Regions from separate parts of the Rattus norvegicus genome. Here region 1 is linked to region 2. Evidence: chromatin contacts called from public Hi-C data. All regions are on one chromosome and are shown on one strand. The core of a region is the stretch at or near the end of the contact, and the rest is flanking DNA. Distances in the headings are between cores, read along the strand shown.

Region 1 (4,508 bases), core at 1,253-3,752, 87 kb before region 2:
TCCCTAACAAATTGTGTCTCCCAGGCTTTACCCCACACAGTGCAACTGCAAATCTGGGTCATGAGTGATTAATAGTGTAACTTTGAGGAACAGTGACTGGGTACACATTTCTTACTTTGATTTCTTTTTACTGGGTGACCCTGGGTGCATCATTGAATATACATTTTATTTCCCTCCAGCTGGAAAATAGGGCCATTGCCTTTTCCCAGATTGGAACCCTCAATTCCTTCAGTATCTTTCTCAACATTCCCCCTTTCAGAAAATACTGCTTGACTAACAACAGACAACACTGCTAGCTAGAACCTCTCCTTCTCACTACAACATCCAGTGGTTTTCTGATGGCTTGCATGTGCAGGTACAATGGCTTCTCAATCTTACCAGCCCCTTTGTTCTTTTGCAGAGCTTTCATATCAGAGTCTATTCCCATGTCAGCCCTACCCCACTTCTACCATGTACTGCCTAAGCCTTCAGACTGACCCAATTCTCCACCTACATCAGGGCAGTAGAAACTTCCTGGCTCCTCAGCCTGCAGAGGTCACTGTCCTCATCAGTGCAGCTTTATGTGAGGATAAAATTCAAGCTGAAGAAGACTTCACTCATTCAAAAAATGGGTGCCCTAAGTCACGTATGGGTGGCTGGGAGTATGACGAGTCCACCCACGCTGAAGGAAAAACTCCTCCTGGAAAATGAGCTGCATGTCTATGAGCTCCATCTAGTGCTCAGGACACTTCCATGAGTCAGAGGTGAAGACGGAAAGACAGGGCCAGACCTATGAACTCTCAATGTGACTTTCAAAAGGAGGCCAATGATGATGACATAAGGCCACAGGCACTGGTACGGATTTACCCCTAAGAGAGAGAAACTGGATCTCAATGTCTGTGGACCAAGACCCTGAAAGAGAGGTGATGATCTACTGAAAATAACTGGAACCTCAGAGGATGGTTTCTGAATCTTCCTACCAAGTACCTCACCTGCAGACAGCAGAAGGGCTGCCCAACTGTTATCAAACTGCAGGTACTATGAAGGAGAAATGGGAGTGTAACAGAGCTCTAAAGAGATCAGAGAGACAGACAGACAGAGGAGGAGATGAGCTTCCCTATGCAGGACTTGCCCAGTGTTTAACAAAGGTGAGGTATGCATGCATGTGCACATACTGTATGTTTATGTTCACCTAGCGTGAGCCTTCAAACAGTACAGGCTCTGTGACAGACAGGGGTCACAACAAACATATGTCAGACGAACAGTGAGTGTCCACTGTCAACATCTGAGCTCAACTCTAGCCACGTGCACAAATTAAGAGGGAAGCCTAGAGTGGGTCAAAATTGAGAGGGAGCCAGGTCTGTGAACTTGACATTTTCTGCAGGTGGTCCACAAGTAATTCTGAGATGGAATGAAGAGGAATACTTTTAACTTAGTAGCTAGGAACTTGTCTTACCATATAGTACAGGAAAATGTAATATGTACATCAAAATTCATGTTTTCAGGCAGGTCAAAAACCAGAGTTGAGGCTGTGCAAATAAGTGAGTTGCTTTAAGATCAATTTAAAATGTGTTAAACAAGCAGTACGCACTAATACTCTGGGTGTGGCCCAAACAGTAAGAGGAGATTGGTATAAATGATTGAAATTTGGGAGGAACTGAGCTAGGTTTGTGACGAGATAATTTGAAGGATGTGATTCTAAGGAAATATACAAACTGCTCTCACGGATGGCCTGTATACTCCTTACCTGTGCTTTTGCTCCACAGGTTGCTTTGACAAAGCATTCTGCCTTTGTCAATAAAGTGAACAAAAAGGAGGGTGAAGTGTACAAAAACTTTATAGTTTTTGGTGACAGTGACTAGAAAACACAATTACATCAAAACTTCCCATCTCCTGGCCCATACCTCCTTTCACCGTCTACTCTGAAGTCCCTGCTTAGCTTCCCACAGCAGCCTGTCACCATTCCATTTCTCAGAAGAAAATAAGTGCCCAAATGCTTTATTTTTACTATAAAATATGCATAGTTTTATATTCACATACGCCAGCCAAACAATGCACACACAGACATAGATACAAATATATACATGCACACGCAGTTTCCTACTGAAATGCCTTTCAGAGAAGCTAGACCTTCTACTAGTATCCAAGCAGCTGGAGATCGCAACCCTAGTTCCTGTCACTGGGAGGAAGCTCTATTGCTTCATTGTCTACACCAGCACACAGCAGCCCGTTCTATGGCTTAGACAGGCCTACTTTCACACGTCCTTAACTTTGACTTCTGCCTCCTGAGATAAACACTAATCTCAGTCAAAGATCTAATTGATTTTCACCTCATCTCCCTCTCCTGCCCTCAATGCTGTAAAGTGTGCTTCAGGACCGGGTCCAAGGCTGCTGCCACTCTAGGCTGACCACAGCCCAGCACTACCTGAAGCCTGGGGAAATGACCGACACAGCCTGCCTTGTCCCCGGCTGCACTGCATACTGCTTAGCAGGAAACCTCAGTTGACCGGGCACTCCTGGAAACCTGAGAAGCACATTACCCTGTAGCCTGATGCCTTATTCCCTCAGCAGATGGGGATGAGGTCAGTCCTGTTCCAAGTGTTCCCTAGTACACGCAGAGGAGCCCAAGTTCTCAGCAGACTATGGAGAGAATGCTGCCCCCCACCCACACCCCCACCAGATGTTCAAGAACATGGGCTACGCTTAGGAACTGATACAAAGGAAATGACCTGAGCAGACAGGAACAAATTTAAATGTAAGAATGATAACAGTAACTTTACTTATGAAAGCAAAGTATTCAATACAATCCAAACGGTGCTAACTCCTAAGGTGTGGCCTTACTATGGGAAATCAAAACATCTTTAAGTGCAATGAGGTTTCAAGGGCAGAAAACGTTTGTTTTTATGAATTATGGTAAGAAAGAGGCCTTTACTTTTCAATATAAAAGTATACAAACCTTGAGAGAGAAAACAACACGATACAATGCAGATATGAGCCCTTTCCTTCCTAAGGTAAGAGGGTAGCTGTCCTCTCTGTGCCTCTGCTCACAGAGGTCAGTCTTCATAGTCATAGGAGTCATCGTCACCATTCAAGTGTCCCCTGATGACCCATCCTGCTGCTGGCACACCAGACACGTGTTAATTTTCATAGTAGCCCTAAGCCGTCCAGCAGAGCTCAAGGCCTCAATTCTTACACTGCATACATCTCTGCTTACAGAACAGGCCCAGTCCCTGATCTCTGCAACAAGCTGAGACTTGGGGAAACCACGATCCCTAACCAGCCAGAATATGAGACTGAGGCTTACTAAAAGTCATCCATACTCATCCATGGGGGCAGCCTTCCCACTGGGGCAATCTGGAGCTTTCTGACAGGACATGATACACACTTCCCTGTGAACATCACTGTTGGAAGCACTCAAGCTGAGCTCCTTACAGACCAGGCCTTTTTCTCATGTCCCGAGACCATGAAGGCATCATGTAAATGTCAGTTGAGTGTTGGGACTGGCCTTGTCTTGTGTCAGGTGCTGTAATGACTAATTTTGTTAATCCTCAGGTCTGCCCTCTAGGGTGAGCACTATTATTCCTCCTACAAATAAACTGAGGAGGAAGGAGGCAAAAGCTCTCTCCTGTGGTAAAGCTGGTAGGAAAGCCAATACTGGCTGACCTCCAATAGATCGTGAGACCTTCCCTCCAGTGATGGATTAACTGCTTCTTCTTTGTTTTGAGGCTGGTTTGTGCTGTGTAGCTGTGGCTAGCATGGTTCATTTTATGTGGATGAGGCTAGCTTGAGACTTAAAGAAATCCTCCCCTGTTGCTTCTGCCTCCCAACTGCTAGGACACACGTTTCTTGTCACAAAAATTGAAATATGACTGTACTCTTCTTCTTGAATCACAGAGGAAGTAATTCTTTAATTCGGTAATTAATTCTAAGAATTTTAAGGTGTCAACACAGAGAAGAGTAAGAGTAAGCAGAAGGCCCTGCTTCCCATGGCACGTGCTGTGGACATATGACCCCCAGTAGTAATTCCACAGCAAGTTAGGGGAGTAGGGCCTCAGGCAGGCCCACAGTCAAGGCCCTGCTATGCAACAGGGAGAGCAGGATCAGGTTCTTGCCCAGACACCTGTTTCAGCAATTGAACCAAGCAGGACACAAGGAGCCAGAGTCTTCAGGACACAAAGGCCAGCAGCACACAGTAAGGCTAATGATGTCCACAGCAATCCATAGAGGCAACAGGGATGTCTCCACATACCACTCTGTCCATGGGCATCAGACACTCACGTTTTTCTGTGGACGGCACAGCATGGAAGAGTGTCAGGGGCCTCTCACTGCAGGATGGGGGCTTGGAGTCGCTGCTTTTCTTCCGGGACAGGTGTAGCTGGGCGTTGGTGAGGGGCACATCAGGCACCGTGTTGAATATCTGCACATCAGGGTGACAAGAAATTACACAGTTCTGTGAGCTAGGAAGAAAGCTAAGGCCTGCATCATTTTGACCAGGGGCTCAGTGGTGACTTAGAACAGGGAGGAAAAGC
Region 2 (4,515 bases), core at 168-2,667:
ACCCACTGCGATGGACAGACTTCATCTATCTACCTTTCTCATGTTTAAGATGAAGATTTAGGAAAACCCAATGAGGCAATGCCTGGGAAGACAGTAAGGGACTTGAGAGGTGGCCAATAATCTTAGGATAATAAGGATGCCACAGATAATAGGAACAGCAAACAGTGATGGTTAATGACAGTGTCTACCACTAGCGACCACTAGCAAAGGATTTCTCTCCCAATTTTATTTAATTCACCTGGAAAGTCAAGATGTATGTACTAAAGCCAGTTCCTCATACAAATAACAGGCCTGGAGTTTCCCAAGGTCAGACATCATTACAGCAATAGCACTGCATTATAATCTATGCAGTACTTCAGACTTAAATATCCTATCCTACCCCACAGTCTCTGCTAGCCCTTACACACACACACACACAACACACACATCACACACATCACACATACACACCACACACACACCACACACACACCACACACCACACCCCACACACACACTCCCACACACATATACCCTACACTATACCACAACACAAACACACACACACAACCCACATCATACCACACCATACCACACATACACACATACACACCACACCATACCACACCACCACACACACACCATATCACACCCACACACACACCCCATACCATACCATACAACACACACACAACACACACATCACACATACACACATCACACATACACACCACACACACACACCACACACCACACCCCCACACACACACTCCCACACACATATACCCTACACTATACCACAACACAAACAAACACACACACACACACACACACACACACACACACGGTAAGAAGTACAATCTGAAATCTTTGTTCAGTTTACTGAGTGACCATACTTGAAGAAATTACTTGAGTGACCTTGAATATGCACCTAGATAGAAGCCTCAGACATCTGTAATGAGATCAATAATACCAGCTCCCTTATATGTTCTTATCAAGTGACATAGTATGTGTCAAACACTTAGCACACTGTACTATGTGCAGTATGAACTCAATAGACATTAGGTATAATAATTAAAAGCCTGGACAATCTTTCAACCTCTGTCTCAGCTGCCACTTAACTAAGGGGTTAGAGAAGTACCCAGAGCCCAGTACAGTATATACTGCCTTGAAGCCCAAGGTGTGCTGTCAGGAGGTAGTTCTTACCAGTCTGTCAGCACAGAGCCCACATCACGAGGGAAAGGCAAACATTAGGTCATGGCAAAATTACATGCAGTCTAAAGCTCAGAATGGATTTCTGAAATGTCTCCCAGGATAAGCAAAAAGGCTTCTGACTGCCCGGGCAAGCTCAAGGGACCCCATTGCCAATACTGGCCCTTGGACAATGGTCTCAGCACACACAACAGCTGGGAACTGGAAGCATCTGAGGCTATCTCCCCCTCTCTCCAGACTCTGCCTGTAGCTAAGGCACACCAGAATTGAGACCTCACTGCTTCACTAACTATAATTCTAGCTCGGCGCAGCCACAGCAACCATGTTGCAGGCAGGATTCCTAGCAAAAGGCAAAGTGCAAAAAGCCAGTGCCTGCGCTGCCTCTTGTCTGACTCTAACTGAGCTTCAGAAGACAAAAGGGATTGCCACAGAAACCGGCCTGGGTCAGCAGGGTGAAGAAAGGCCCAGAGGGCACAGGGGAGCAGGGAGCATGGAGAAGCATCTGCCGTGGGCCATCCCTGGCATGCTGGATGGAAAGCTGGAGAGAGGGTACACTCAGCTGACGGCCTCGTGGACCTGCGCACAGGAGGCCAGGCACTGTGCCCATTAATGCTTCCACTCTTCTCAGGTTTAAAGGGGGAAATGTTCTATTTATAAGCTACCCAACAGGGGAGACCTGGCAGCTTTTGGATGGCTCTGATCCCAAAGGGATCCTTGTTACCAATGGCTGCCTCTTCCTGCCTCTCTACTGTGGGTGTTCTAACAGCAAAGGGCCAAAGGTGAGGGGAAGCAAGGGCGAGAGGGAATCCCCTTTTCCTGCCCTTTACTGTTTTCATGAGAATGGGGACCTTTGATAATGAAGGCTGACTGCTTTAGAACCCTCTTAAAAATACTGGCCATGCTAACCCACTGAGGCTTCTGCAGTGATCTTCAAGGATGAATCACTCTTCTGCCTGGCAGATCAAGGGAAGCTAAGGCACAGAGATGAAGAGAATTGAGAATCAAAGAGACAAAAGTAGGCAAGCACAGAGCAATGGTAATGTATCCCGTCTCCTCTCCTGGTCTTCAGTCTTGCCTCATAAATCAATACCAGCCTTAATAAAGCACCGCTGAGCACTCTGATTGGAGTGACAGCCTCAAGAATGAGAATGTAAACAACAGAGACAACAGGGAGTAGCTCTGCTTGCTCTGGAATCTTTGTGGGATGCAGGGTACCATGGTAAAGACCCAACCGTGAGACTTTAGAGCCATCAAAGCATGTGACCCTGGCTCATGCAGCACTGAGCACAGGTATTTGAGGAATGATTGATTATAATGGTTCTAATATGGAGATTAATGTGTTGTGTCCACATAGTGGCCAAAAATATCTGACAGATTAGAGTGGTAGTTCTCAAACTCCCCTATGCTGTGACCCTTTAGTACAGTTCCTCACGTTATGGTGAACCCCAACCATAATGTTTTGTATTGCTCTTCCATAACTGTAATTTTGCAACTGTTATGAATCACAATGTAAATATCTGTGTTTTCAATGGTCGTAGGCAACCCCTGTAAAATGGTCATTTGACCCCCAAGGGGGTCGTGACCCACAAGTTGAGGACCACCAGGTTAGATGCTAAAAATTGCTGACAGAATTCCTTCTAGTCTCCCATGTCTGGCTGCATATGGCTTCATAAAGAAACAGAGCAAAGAACCAACACACGTCAAGAGCAGCAGGAGCCGAGGACCTTAGCCACTGGCGTTCCTGCTTCTCGACTACGTCTCTTGAACTCCATTTGCTCAGTTAGAACCTAAAAGCGCAGAACTCCACTTCTGTAAGGGACGGCCATCCACACGTCATTTACCACTCCCCCGCCGAAACCCCATGCCATTCTAAATAGACTCGTTTTCAAAAGTTCACTATGTGTTAAGTGAAGAGGTAACCAACCACACTCCATGGGTAAGTCACCATTGCCTGCTCTGCGAATAAAGCTTTCCCGGCCAGCACTGCTCCACTCACCCCCATAGCACTGTGGCTTCTTTCACGGTAGTCCGACAGAGCCACTCGACACTTCCACACACTCAGAGTGTTTTCTGTCTGCCCTCCCCTGAGGAGCAAGGTCTCTGGTAAATGACAGCATTTACAAAACCATCACATTTATTGTGCTCCTGCCTCCCTTTCATACCACACCAAATAAGTGTTTAGAACACTTTGCTATATTTCCTCAATATTCCCCTGCAACTTCATATTATTTAATAACCAGAAAGAATATTATGTGTTTAAACCTGCTTCAGAGTAAAATTTGGAGACTCAACGTCCACATCCTACAAACGAAAGACCACAACTCTAGCTCCATACAGAACATTCGCAGTCAAATTGTTGCTATTCTCCCCGCCTCACTGTGAATAAGAAAAACTGAGAAAGGGCAGTGGGTTCTTCCACACAATTCAAATACGAGAGATTCTCCTAGGGGTACTAGATAAAAAACCAACGGCAAGGAAGGAGTGATGAAGATTTTGAGCACAGAGCATCTACTGCTTGCCCGTCTTCTGTTTTCCTTGCTGTTCTGCTGATTGTACTGGCAGCCCTGCACAGCTTCACGAGCCCTCTACTAATGAGCCACAGCCCTGCTGGGAAGTTTGCATTTTCTAAATCTGTTCTGTCTAAATGTAATCCCATCTGATGCTAGTTTTCAAATCCATCAGTTTGGGGCATTTTATACAAAGGGCACACTTGTTGATGACATGCACATTATACATGCCCCTCCCCCCACCAGAGCTGGGCCATCTGTCTATTGCTCCTGGTGCTCCCAGCCCCTGCTGCACGTCTGCACATCATAACAATGCTTAAATGTACAGCTATCTATTCAAGCTGGAGACACTCTCCCCCGTTAGGGCTCACGGTTCCCAGTAACATCTGCCCTTATGTACTCAGATGAGTATTTGCGAGATACGGACCTTCAGGAAGCCTGAACTCCTAAAGTTTCCCCAAGTAAGAAGTTGAAATAGAAGTGAAAAGGACTTGTGAAACAAGAGGGGGGAGCAGAGTAAACTGCTGTCATGACGTTCTGATAAGCCAGATGCTCAGCATTGGGCTGTGCTCTGATGATGTCCATGAGGAGGAAGCCTGCAGCAATGAGGACTCGGGATACTGAATACAACCTGATTAGCCTATTGACTTGGGTGGAGTCTCACACAGAGGGAGGCGGTACTATGAACAACCGGAATCTGGGCCATTCTGCCCCAACTCTTCAGCTTTATGTGGCTGGAGAAACAGAGGGGACCTGCAATTCTATGTTGTTGTTGTTGTTGTTGTTGTTGTTGTTGTTGTTGTTGTTGTTGTTGTTG

What was found. A called contact is a pair of places that touch in the nucleus more often than the background predicts.
Region 1: a Hi-C map of psoas muscle shows a contact between it and region 2, with 3 times the contacts expected there. The contact joins two enhancer-like sites. A contact is called at or near these places in 2 of 12 Hi-C or Micro-C datasets (the Rat2 cell line and psoas muscle).

What each region holds. Positions count from the first base shown.
Region 1 is chr18:31,400,140-31,404,647 of GRCr8, reverse strand. Arhgap26 (Rho GTPase activating protein 26) reads right to left here. Exons shown (of 23, transcript NM_001395140.1): 19 at 4,258-4,396. Among named protein-coding and RNA genes, the nearest start is that of Nr3c1, 210 kb to the left of the region's middle. Within about 2 kb of position 2,502, at least 5 of the 93 cell types and tissues checked have an H3K27ac peak or open chromatin away from gene starts, as enhancers often do.
Region 2 is chr18:31,311,888-31,316,402 of GRCr8, reverse strand. The region is part of intron 12 of Arhgap26 (Rho GTPase activating protein 26); the gene reads right to left. LOC134482937 (a long non-coding RNA gene) reads left to right here. Exons shown (of 2, transcript XR_010059688.1): 1 at 1-4,515. Among named protein-coding and RNA genes, the nearest start is that of Arhgap26, 220 kb to the right of the region's middle. Within about 2 kb of position 1,417, at least 27 of the 93 cell types and tissues checked have an H3K27ac peak or open chromatin away from gene starts, as enhancers often do.